Regions from separate parts of the Gossypium hirsutum genome. Here region 1 is linked to region 2. A link is a contact called in public Hi-C data. All regions are on one chromosome and are shown on one strand. The core of a region is the stretch at or near the end of the contact, and the rest is flanking DNA. Distances in the headings are between cores, read along the strand shown.

Region 1 (7,001 bases), core at 638-3,137, 290 kb before region 2:
CCAAATAATCGATTGGAAATAAAAACACAACTCACCCAACAACCGTGACAGATTAATAGCTCACCTAAGATTCCTAATCCTATGTTTAGTCCTTGCCCTTAACCAGTAAAACATCACATCATTTTTGTATAAACTTTAAAAGTTAACAGATATAAGTGTCATTAGATAACAAAAAACTAGAGGCCAAATTTGGAAGCAAAGAACTGATAATTGATAAGATCTTTTGAACAGCAATTATAAAGCTATGAAATCAATCATAAGCAATAAATCATCTGCAAGGGCAATATAAGATGTTTGATTGAATAATATGCATCAACTATGCACTAGACCTTATAAGATAACATGTGATAGTTCAATCTTTTGAATATTACCACTGGACCATGGTACGGAAACAACATAGAACTTCATATATAAACAAGCCCTTGTGCTTTCACTTCTAAATGTAAGAATTCTTTTAAAAAGTTATTTTTTGTCTTATTCTTTGTTTTAATCATTAGAGATGCTGAAAAACTCAGTCTTTAAAAGGTTTCATATATTTTTCAATAGGAGTCATTTAAAGAGTTAAATTTAAGGATTGAAAACTTTTACTGCTATGTCAACAGCTCATAAAAATTCACTGAAACACAGAAACTCTGATTGTATGAACTAGAGAACTTTGAGCAGGAAGTAAGCTATAGATCCAAGTAAATCAATTTCAACATTCAAAGAAAAAAAAATATGCTCTTGATCATAAAGTAGAGCATCTGCATCTTGCAAAGAGAGATCAAATTATAGCATACTAGACTCAGTTTTGCATCAAAGAGACACCAGTAGAAACTAAATCACCAAGCAAACTGCCCTTTTATTTTATATTTTGCAATTGACTAAAAGGCTAGAACCAAGTTCATATATGGAACAGCCAGTTAACTCTTTCCATAAAAGAAGAAAAAAAACCTTAAAAGCACCGAACCATTATAACTAAGTCTAGAATATCCAAATGAATTAGAGCAGAAAAAATCGATTTTGATATGATCAAATCTTAAAAACCATGAATTTAAGCAAGGTATTGACAAAACAGAGATTAGCAAAAACATACAAAGTAATAGTTAGTAAGAAAAAAGAACAAAAATGTGATTGAGAAATGATCTAGAAACAAGCAAAATACAAAACCCAATTCGTAAATCTCATCAAATATTAATACAAAAAAAGGGACTTAAAAATCTAAAGAAAAAGAGATCGTGTTTGTTTACACTCACCAGCTATAAGAAGAATTTCAGGGGGCTCCCCTTACCCTTCTTCTTTTTTTCTCTACCAGGAATTACGATCAAATAAAAGAGTTAACAATGGATCTGATTATATGATAATGTCAATGGCTTAGAGATACAAATTCAAAGGATTTAAGGGTTAGGCTTTTCCAAGGAGGTGAGGGAGCCGAGTGCAGAGACGAGACAACCCCAGATTTGCATTTACTCTGGTTACTGGTTTAGCCACCCCTTAATTTCCTGGGCTTATTTTTTGGGCCTTATATTCCCCTTGGACTTCATCATAGATAAAAAAGGGTGTCTCTTTCCATATCTTGACAAAGAATTGGTTTTCAATGCGTATGAAAGTTGAAAACTTTAGTTGTGGAGAAACCATATGCAGAAAACTATAGTTGAAATGAAGCAGGAATGTTTGAGCACCTAGGGTAAAGACTAGAGAAGGATGTCCTTCCAGTACTACTAATAGTGATGGAAAGAGGAATGTATGTTGGTTTTGCTTTGAACTTCCCACATAAAAAGCCAGATTATGATATGGACTTATATGGCTGACTGATCATGTTCTTAAATGGTAGGGGCCATGGAAGACTAGAGCATAGCTAATATTTAGCCAACATTTATCATTTTGCAGGTGCCTTATCTACACAAAAGCTTAAGCTTTGTTTGGTTTTGTGTCATAAAATGCAGTTGACATTGCCAACCTTGTTCAGTAGATGGTTTCGGCGGTATTGCAGTTTGGTGATGCAGAAAGGACCCACCTCCCATACCCCATTACCACCTTTCATTTTGCCTAGGTGCACGAACTTACAGCTACTGCTGCTGCTGTAGCAGCTAAGGTGAAAACCTTGGCCGCTTCCTTGTGGTTAAATGTAATGTTTTGGCTCTCCAAAACTAACTGGACCACCTTCCATGGTTTTGACTTTTGTACACCAAAATCTGTGCCAAAGGATTTATTTCATCTATTGCATTCATTGTTTTTTGGTACTCATGGATCAGACATCAAATGAGATTGATAATAAGACTCGAACTTTAATTCTTTTCTAAAACGTTAATGAGTACTCAATCAACTGGAATAATCATATATTATCTGTATGTACTGTAGCACATTTTAACTATATGCCGACAAAACAAGAGTAGACATTGTTTGATTCGGTGACAGATATGAGGGTAAATAAAATAGATGGTCATAAATTTCTCCCTAACATTGAAAATGAAGGGGCAAGATCAAAAGTTGAGGGCGTGCTTGATCACACACACTTGGTAAATAGGTTGCCGACAGTTTGATAAGATATTACCTAGGATACCAACACTTTAGGTGCCCTGAGCTAGCACAATTCTATCAATCTTGGTTCTACTGGGCCTTTGTCAAATATAAAAATGTTCCAAGCAAACTCTCAACTTTACACTTCTGCCTACTGCACTGATCTTTTGATCATGTAATTCTGTGAAAAGCTTGGGCCTTTTGGTTTATGCTTACATATTAACAAAAAAAAAATCAAATCTTGCAAGATTACTGGTTTAATTAGATATTGAATTAAAAGCTTAATATAAGGTGAACACTGGTTCTGGTTGCCATGAAATGAGGAAAGACTTTGTTCTTTCCTATTCCGAACAGCTACATTTTGTTGATCTTAAGTTACAGTTACCTCAATTTCGACCACATAATTATGTCCATTCTTGTTTCCGTGGGTAGTCATGTTTCAAACTTGATCATAGAAATATGGATTATATTCAAGAAGCCTTTCACTTATATTCTTATTTGTTGTTTGTTGATGTCTTTATGTAGCAAGTTGGGTTGTTAAAGAGTTGTATGATAGGGTGATACTAAGAGGGTCGAAGCGACACTTTTTGATACTAAGGGCCAGTAGCAATGTTTTTAAAAAGTACTTTTAAAAAGTGTTATGGAAAAGTATTTTGAGAAGTATTTTTGATAAATTTAGTTTAAGATTTGAGTGTTTAGTATTGTTTTTAAAATGTCCATTTTAGATATGATATTATCAAATAACAAATATGCATTTAAATAATATTCAAATTAGTTAATATTATTATGTTTTAGTAAGAATATAAAAAATAATTTATTATGACTTATTATTAATTTTTTAATATATGAAATATAATTTTTAAATATTTTTAAGCAATAAATATTAATTATTTATAAAATTTAATTAGAATATATAAACTATATTTTAAATATGACCATTAAATATTTGTAATTAGATATTAACACATTTATATTATTTTAAAAAATACATTTTTATTTTTAATTAATGGTTTTAACAAAGAAAAAAAAAAGAAAGGGAAAATACTATGTTGTTGGAGGTGTGAAAAAGTAATTAAGCATTAAAAATGCTTTTGGGATAGAAAAAGTTAAAAATTTTAACTTTTCTATTTCAAAAGCTCAAAATTTCAATCAAAAATAACTTGTTTAATATAACTTTTTTTAAAAAAAATGTTTTTCAAGCCAAAAATACTTTTTTTAAGTATTACTAAACAAGTCATAACTCAATATTTTTATAAAAGGGAAAGCTAAATAGAAAGGTCAAACCTAAGGTAAACTCAGGGCTCCTTTAGTTTGTCATTGCATGCTAGTGAGGTGCAGTTGGGGGGGGGGGGGAATGGCAGCAACCTCACTAGTCAGCCTTTTGGTTCAACATGCCAGTCCGGTGAGAAGCAGCCTCCACCACGCTGGTCAGCCCCAAATCAACTGGCGATTTTTGGTCTGGTAAGAATTTAGCAACTTCAGTTGCTTTTTCTTTTCCTCTTTTACCCATATTATTTCTTTTGTTTCTTTTCCTCTTTTGTTTCTTCTGATGTTTGGTTACTGTTCTTCTCCTCTTTCCCCTTCCCCTTGGGTTGCAAATCAGTTTGGTCAAGGTGATGGTGGTGGGTTAACATGCATTTCTCCTTTTGCAGATTTCAACTATTGCTGGTGAATTGAGATACACCGATGCCATGAAACTGCAGAATCAGACTAGCTGGAGAGCCGCATTCACCTAGGGCTGCTCACGCTGCAGCCGCGGTTGGCACCATGGTTGTGTTTCAGGTCTGTAAAACAGCAGAATCATCACTAAAGATTGCTGCATTTATATCATTTTATGGTGTATTGGTTATTTTATTGGTTTATTTGTTTCATTGGCTAGGGTGGAATAGGACCAGCTGGTCATTCTACTGATGATCTTTACGTGCTTGATCTGACCAATGATAAGTTTAAATGGAATCGGTGAGTTCCAGTTCTTTGGTTTTCGGCTATTTCTCATCGCGAATTGCTGTTGTTTTGATATAATCTAATTATATTTCCAATTTGGCGGTTTATTTTTGGCTAGAGTTGTTGTGCAAGGGCAGGGACCTGGACCTCGCTATGGCCATGTTATGGATTTGGTTGCACTGAGATATCTTGTCACTGTAAGCGGCAATGATGGTATGAACATTTCACTTTCCAGCTTTATTTAATTTTGTTAAAAGTGACCTGAATGCATTGAAACAAGAAGTTTTGGATATTGGTCAACTTATTCATTTTGATGATCATTCTTCATTCTTCTACAGCAATATCCTTATGCTAGTAAATCCTTTGGAATGACTTATATATATTGCTTGTCTTATTATGTGGCAACTAAGATCAAAGCATTGTCAATTTGTGATTTTTCGTGTTCATCCGGTGATTTCCTCTTGGTGATGTTTATTTGGTTGCATTAACATTTGAGTAATGGTTCTTTTATTTTTAAATAGGAAAATAAGTTCTTTCAGATGCATGGGCTTTGGATACTGGCCAGAAACCATATGTATGGCAGAGACTAAACCCTGAAGGCGATAGGCCTTCTGCTAGAATGTGAGTTTGTTTATTTCAATAATATAAACAAGCCATCAACTTGTGTATGTTTGCACAATTTGCGTTCTAGATGTTCCAATTACCTCTACTTTTGTTATAGGTATGCGATTGCTAGTGCCCGCTCGGATGGCATGTTTTTACTTTGTGGTGGAAGAGATTACTCTGGGGCGGTATGATCAATCCTTGTATAACATGTACTTTATGCATAATACATTACGATTACAAATGGAGATGATAAAGTGGACTCAGAAGGTGATTCATCAAATAGTGAGTCATTGTCTCAAGATTCAAGTACTTCAAACAGTGAAACTGAGAGACACTTGGAGAATGTAAAACTGAAGTCTATGAAGAAGGAACAAGAGTCTAAGGGCATAGTTTGGTCTCATGAGCTCCTCAAATCTCAATCAGATGCTGTGAACAGGAAGAGATTGGTCTTAAATTTTTTTACAATACTTGAAATTGTTGTTTATTGTTGCTCCATTTTATGGATCGTTAGGTGATAGTTGGTCCTTTAGTGATATAATGAAATGCATGTCTGAGTGAATTCACTAGCTAAATGTTTTATGATCAATGCTGCAAACTTTTGCTTCTAAAGATGCTTGTAGTGGGAATTTTTGTTGTTAGACTCCTGTGACTTCTTTTATGACTCTTCAATGGTCTGATCAATAAGTCTTTGTTTTGAATGGTTTTCTTTTGTTGCAAAGTATGGTGCACAGGATGAATTCAGTTTTATGCTGTATTTTAAAATGCTATGTTGTATGTATGCTGATCTGCATTTCATTCTCTTGTGTTCATTGTCTGGTGATGTTCAAATTGTCAGGGAGCTTGTTACAAATACTTTTTAAAATGTCAACAACATTCTATTTCAGCGTATACCTTTTTTTTATTCTTGCTATGTCTGGTGTTTGACATTCTTGCTATGTCAACAACAATAATCTTTCAATAATGAATTAAACCCCTATAATTAAATATATGATTAATTTTGAAATATTAAATAAAATAAATTTTTGAATTTTTCTCTACTTTTAATTCATTTTTAATTATTTATTATTGAAAATAAATATAATTTTAATAATTTTTAATAATTTATTAATTTTATAATTGTTAAATAATTTTAAAAACTTCTATTATATATCATTTTTAATCTAATGTCCTTAAAAGTCAATTTTCTATTTTCACCTCATCGCTACAGCTGCGTTTGAATCCAAACACATACTCTACCGCTGTTTTAATCTCACTGCTACAGTATTCAATCTCACCGCTACAGTAACTAATCTCACTGCCACCGCTGTTTTTAACTTCACCAGAGCTAAACACACCGCCCATCCAAACGGAGCCTCAATTTCCAAATTTACTATGATTGATTGACGTGACATCTCTTATTTGATAGGGAAGCTTAGTAACTCACACTTCAAGGTAAAAGCTTCTCTTGTTATATGGAGAGAAACCCTCTTTGCCACATATGGATTAAGCTCTTGGATGTTAAAAAGCGTGAGCTCATGTAAGCATTCTGCTTTCTTGGATCTTATTTAGGTCTTGGTCCATTTTTGTGTGGATATAACAATAGTTCTCCCTTTTGATGAATGAGTGCGAAAGATCTCTAATGTTTGTGGAGAGCATCATGTGAATTTTTTTTTTATGTGTGAGACTCTGTAAAAAATTCATTTTGCCTTAAATAAATTATTACATATTTGAGTAGCCTATTTTAATGGAGGTTATCCATCCAATGGAAAGACTTTTTTTTAAGAGTAACAATGATAAAGCATGACTTTCAGAATATTATTAAATAAGCTAAATAAATGCTGAAGGCAAGTTTGATATGAAAGAACGTGCCACTGAATGGTTGGATTATCATAGTCATTGAGCCTCATCTTTAATTTTGCTGATTTGTGCAAGTTTAGTGGGCCTTTATTTTCTCAAATACAAACCTTCATTGC
Region 2 (6,091 bases), core at 2,266-4,765:
AACTCAAGGCTCCAGAAGTTCTTTTTTCAAAGTTTAGAGCTCGAGGACCTTGATTGGATGCTATATGGAAGTGAAAGTCCCATTTGTATTGAAGACTGGAAGGCACATACTGAGTACAATGGCTACACAGAAAATGATCCTCAAATAACCTGGTTCTGGGAGGTAAGGACACACAGGATTTATTTAAATCATGCTAAGGTCTCGGTATACCTTTTTTTTCTTTTCATTTTAAAAAATAAAGAAGGAAAATCTATATCTTCCTATTACTTTTTCACGCACCTTATCACACATTCGTAGTCTTGTTTTAAAAGCAGGGACCATATGGATGTATCTCAAATTGATTACACATTAATGGTACAACTAGTCAGAAAATTTTATCAGCAGCCTTTACTTCTGTACTACCCTTTTTGATGGTTTGATTTGTTGCAAATCTCAATCTAAGTTTTACGTATTGTGAGTAGATACTTGCATCTTGTATATAAAATTCTGAACTGCTCTGGAATAGTGATCGCGAAACCACCTCAGTAGGCAAAGAATAAGCCCACAATGTTCTCGGTGTTTATAAACCAATGCTTAAGAAGTAGATGGTGCATGATTCTTTGGTAGTGGAAAGTATTCCTCGGGTGAAACTGTTGTTTTATTATTGTATTAGCATTTAGCTTTTGTCTGCTTGGAGAATGTATAATTACCAGTGTCAGATTATTCAGGCTTTGACATTAACCTTAAGTAATGATTATAAATATATGAAATCAAAGTGATGTGGTGGTATAAGTGCAATGCTTATGGTTTGTCGTATTGCTTAGTTCTATGAACCTATACGCCTTCACTATTTCTCCTAAATTTTACTTTCTCATTTTCCGATGATATTGCAGATTGTTAGGGAAATGTCAGCAGAGCAAAGAAAGGTACTTCTTTTCTTCTGGACCTCCTTGAAGCATCTTCCGGTTGAAGGCTTCCAAGGTTTGGCCTCTCAGCTTTATATTTATAAGTCCTCGGAGCCCCATGAGCGTCTTCCTTCTTCTCATACCTGCTTTTACCGGCTGTGCTTCCCACCATATACCTCCAGGGCCGAAATGCAAAAACGGCTTAATGTCGTTACTCAGGAACATGTTGGCTGCAGCTTTGGTACCTGGTAGTAAAACATGAATCACATTTGCATTTGGGGGTAAAAAGAAAGGGTTTTTGACACAGAAAAATTGGCACTCAGCTTGTATAGGTTATAGGATAATATCATCTGCCTAATCATTTAGACATATGTAAGAAGGTGAAGTAGTTAATTTGTGTTTTCCTTGATGAGGTGTCATTGCTTCTTCCCAATTTGTTTATATTTTTGGGTTCTCTCTCTAGTGGAACAACTGTTTGTATAGGTCTAGCATAGCATGAATAAGGCAGGGGGCAAGATGGAAGAATTGCTCTCTTCCCTGGACTTCTTTGGCATCAGCATTCATGTAATTACACAGTTGGGCAATGACATCTAGACTCACAGAACAGCCTCTAAATAGTGTTCTTTCTTTGCATGTCTCAGGTTTTATTTTTAATTGCACAATCTAACTTGTTTATTTGTGATGTTATATGGATCCATGAACGTAAAAATATGTTTGTGAATTTCGATTTGACAAATACGATCAAGATGACAATGGTAAACAAGTTTAAAAATTTGTTACTCCGAAAAGGGCCTCTTCATATCATGGTGAAAGTGTGGGAGAGGGGCCAGCATGGTGGCGACAGGGAACCATCAGCTAACTAGTCCTCAATCGCCACCATCTACCTAGCCGGGGTGCTTGGAGAGAAGAACTTGATAATTTTAACCAAAAAAAAAGATTGAAGAGATTTAAAATAAGAACACCGAGGAAAGAAGTAATACTAACTAGTCCTCAATCGCCACCATCTACCTAGCCGGGGTCCTTGGAGAGAAGAACTTGATAATTTTAACAAAAAAAAAGATTGAAGAGATTTAAAAAAAGAACACCGAGGAAAGAAGTAGTACTTGGAGACAGGGAGTGAAAAGAATTTAACGAGGCAAATGATTAAACAAAAAAATATATTTATTATGCAAATATGGAGATCACACCTCATCACACCAATATCAAACTCATCATATAGACTCTCTTGGGACCGAAAACCATACGTGCATGCATGCATGCATGCACATACACATACATACATACATACATCCATACCACTTCAAAATGGAAAACCCATAGTTTCTTCCATCGGCATGTTGACCCCTGGACCCAAAAGCAAGTTCAATACTAAATATCAAACCCCAAAGCAGAGAAACAACCATTAAAGAAAAAGAAAGCCCTCACCATCCCACATCCTACATAGTAATCATAAATAATAGTAGTATGACTCCGCCAACTATAGAAAAAAGAAGCTCCTTTAAGCATTTGCCACCTTACGTATGGTATTGGTCGCTCTATTTTTCAACTTTCTCAACAGGAATCTCATCAGCTTTTTCATCTCCCTTTTCCTCCTCAGCTGGTTTCTCCTCCACCGCGGGTTCCTCGGTCTCTACTTTGGCCTCCTCTGTAACTGTTTCTGTCTGCACCTCCGGGGTGTCATCCTTTACCTCCTCCGTTGCTTTCTCCGCTTCCTCAGCAGCCTTCGCTTCTTCTTCTACCACTTCTTTGGTATCGACTTCAGCCGGAGCTTCGGCTATGGAAACTTCGGTTTCCTCCGCAGCCGGAGCATCTGATGTTGTCTCCGGCTCAGCTTCCACAGGTGCGGCCGCTGGCTCCTCTTTTGGCGTCTCCTCAACCTTGGTTACCTCTGGTGTTGTCTCGTTCTCTGGCAATGTTGTTGCAGCTGATTGAACCTGGAAAAACCCGAAAATAATTCCCTTTATTCTTGGATCAAGTTCATAAATAAATAAATAATTAATTATTGAGATAATTGAAGCCAATGATCAACTGAACATATTAAATGTTGTTTTCAAGTTCAAACTATGACAGTTCATAATCAGTTGATCATCCATCATTTGTTTTTGTTCCATTACTGAACGTTAAGGGAAAAACATTGACGTTTAATACCACAAATACTGCAACAGCTATATAACTAAAGCTTAACATTGCAGATTCAGATCTAAACTTTCGGGTTTAAATCTTGTGGATTAGAGACAACTTTGTCTACTGTTAAGATATCCAACCCGACTCCATACATAACTATATTGCAGAGTGCAGGGTGGAATTATTGATGATCTATGATATAGGGTTCTATTAATGTTTAAAAGAAAAACAACAACATTATAAACCAAAAAAAAAACAGCATTACAGTTGGATTACCTCAACACTGGCCATTGGGGAAAATGGGAACTTGAAGAAAAGATTGAATGAAATACACAGAGATAAAGCAAGAGGTGAATGTACTGAGTGTAGTGAAAGAGATGATGAATGTGAGAGGTATATATAGAGGTGTAAAAGCTTGATTTTAAATTAAAGAAATGGAGATAGAGAGAGGCATTGGAAGAATCTTTGCAATTTGGCACCTCATGTCACTGACACTCAAACGACATTACACCGTTGTCTAGTTGTAAATTATTCTACTTTTATTTCTTCTTTTTCTTAATAAAGTTGGTATCTTTCATTATACAAGATTTGTTGGTATAAAAATTAACTGGAAATGAATTGGTAATGGCAAATGGTGGAGGCCCATTCCTCACATCAAACATCATATCTTAATTCTCTGTATACGTACACAACATACATATATATATTCATGTTACTTCTTTTACTTTAGTTTGTTCAATTGGGTCCTCCACCTGACCCCTCCATGAATACATATATAATGCAAATATTTATGGCTATAATTATGATTGTAAAAGTTGAATGTCGATAATGACAGTAAATCATAAAAAAAGAGAGTATAGACTATGTCTATTTATAGGTTTGTAAAATCATATTATAATAAAAGTCAAATAGAAGTAATGCAATAAGGTTAAAACACCTCATTCTAATCAAATATCAAATAGAGGAAGTAAACTCCTATACGAAAGTAAACTTCAGCACTCGGCCTTCGCCCTCTCGCAGATCCCCCTATCTTATTACTACTTGTATTTTATTTTAATAGGAATTTAGGTCACACAACTCTAACAATGATAAACCTATGCATGAAAAGGCTACATTTAGGTGTGTTTTTTCATAGATTCTAAATTAGTGAAAATCAAGGGGAAAAAATTATATTAATACCTTTAGGATGAAAATTTTTGTAATTAAACTTAACAAATAAATTGAAATTTTTATTAATTTTAATGATATTTAATTATTAACATACATATTACTTAATCTATTTATTTTTCTAATTAAAAAAGGAAGTTAATACATTTATCTCAAAATTAGTATATAATTAAATAAAAAATGATTTTTAAATATTTAATGTGTATTTGAATTATAATATAAATTAAATTTTAATTTTGACAGTATTTATTTATATAAATTTAAAATAAATTAATTTTTATATTATTTTAGTTAGAAACAATATTATATAATGGGTTAGTATTTAATACATTGGCCGTGTATTTTTTTTTATTTCACAAGTAACCTCGAAAAATTGTCACGTGTCTCTTTTTTATATATATATTTTTTAATATTTTGCTATATCTCTATAGGATATTTATCTACTCTCTAACCCTATTTATAAAGTCTAAAAACTTTAATATATTGATAAACATCATAGAGAATTGGGGTTTCATTGTTAGGACAGAATGTTTAAGTAAATTTAAGGTTTAGACAATGAAGTAAATGGTATTATTGTTTGAACTGGATCACATCAGTTGAATTGGGAACCAACTGAAGAATCGATGTAAAAAGTGTTTTTAAATGAGTTAGATCGAAAATTGATACAAATTGATTTAACTGATTAAAAAATCGATTGAACCAATTTTTTTTAAAAAAAATTAATAACTGAACTAATAGAACTGATGAATTAACTAATTCGACTAATGAACAAATTTAAAAAAAAAAACATTGATAAATGGTGTAGACGTGAGCAACCCGATCCCCACCCACATGAAAAGGCAACAACAACACAACAGGAGCCGAATGAGAGAGTGTAGGACGGTGTCAAAGCGGGGCCACACGTAACAACTGCCATCATTGTCACTCTCCGATTTGATATGAAAAATTTTGGCTGCCGTGTGGCTGGCTTTTCCACCCCCTCGATGATTTACCCCATTCCTCTTTGGGTCCCATGTTGCCTATGCTTCCCTAGTCGACCTATCCTCACACTTGCCACGCATCATCCCTTTCATCATGTTACCCTATAAATACACCCTTCATCTTACCCTTATACTTAGTGTAGTTGGTATCTAAGTTTTCAGCATTAGATTAATGATTGAATTAATTTCATCAATTGATTAAATAAATTTTAAAAATTCATAAATTTAAAGAAAAAATCGATTCAACCAATTTTTAACTCGATTGTAATGATTTATGGATTTAAAAAACATTGATCGGCATTGATGTTGCTTGTGAATAAATTGTTATAATTTTTAAGATTGTAAATTCGAATTAATTTAATCACTTAATGCTTTTTTTAGTAGGAGGATAAAAACATGGTGAGAGTCACAAAAATTTTCACTGTCTTGAACTCAATTTTATTTGAATATTGATCGTAAAAAAAATTCCCAACTCTAATCCGACTTGCGCTAAAATGTTACATATTTTTATAAGATTAAACAAAGGAAGTATTATGTCTTGACTTGAATGAAGTGGTGATTAAAACTCTAATTTAACACTTGTTTGATGTGGTTTCAAATTTTGTTACTTTCATTCCTTATCTCTAATATTATATAGATTATTTTACCATTACTAACTTCAAATGATTATTATTAAGAAAAAGTGATATTCCCTTTGAATAGAATTTCATTTTCATGTATAATTGTTATATACTAATGATCACCAACCCGAAACTTAGGTAAGATCCAGGTCGTCTACCCGCGACCCGACCAGGCCCCACCAGATGGATATGCGAGAGGCGTATAGTGAGGGGACAGCTAGGGGAGTTCGCGATATCAGCTCGCACGGGCAGAGGGGAGTTCGCGGTCCCAACTCGCATATACCAAAGGAGTTCGCATGTAGTGGACTGCAAGGCC

Evidence for each region. A called contact is a pair of places that touch in the nucleus more often than the background predicts.
Region 1: a contact with region 2 is called in a Hi-C map of leaf, with 1.8 times the contacts expected there. The contact joins the promoter of LOC107910093 here to the promoter of LOC107910078 in region 2. A contact is called at or near these places in 4 of 34 Hi-C or Micro-C datasets (all in leaf).

What each region holds. Positions count from the first base shown.
Region 1 is chrD06:58,101,060-58,108,060 of Gossypium_hirsutum_v2.1, reverse strand. It overlaps LOC107910093 (ras-related protein RABA5a), which reads right to left and starts at 1,887. Exons shown (of 5, transcript XM_016837852.2): 1 at 1,236-1,887. LOC107910090 (a long non-coding RNA gene) reads left to right here and starts at 3,787. Exons shown (of 6, transcript XR_001687464.2): 1 at 3,787-3,960; 2 at 4,152-4,281; 3 at 4,379-4,458; 4 at 4,562-4,656; 5 at 4,965-5,064; 6 at 5,165-5,747.
Region 2 is chrD06:57,815,257-57,821,347 of Gossypium_hirsutum_v2.1, reverse strand. It overlaps LOC107910078 (major latex allergen Hev b 5), which reads right to left and starts at 3,515. Exons shown (of 2, transcript XM_016837825.2): 1 at 3,285-3,515; 2 at 2,028-2,818. The coding sequence starts at 3,299. The coding sequence ends at 2,420. LOC107961932 (E3 ubiquitin-protein ligase UPL5) reads left to right here. Exons shown (of 4, transcript XM_041095947.1): 3 at 1-162; 4 at 873-1,517. The coding sequence ends at 1,136.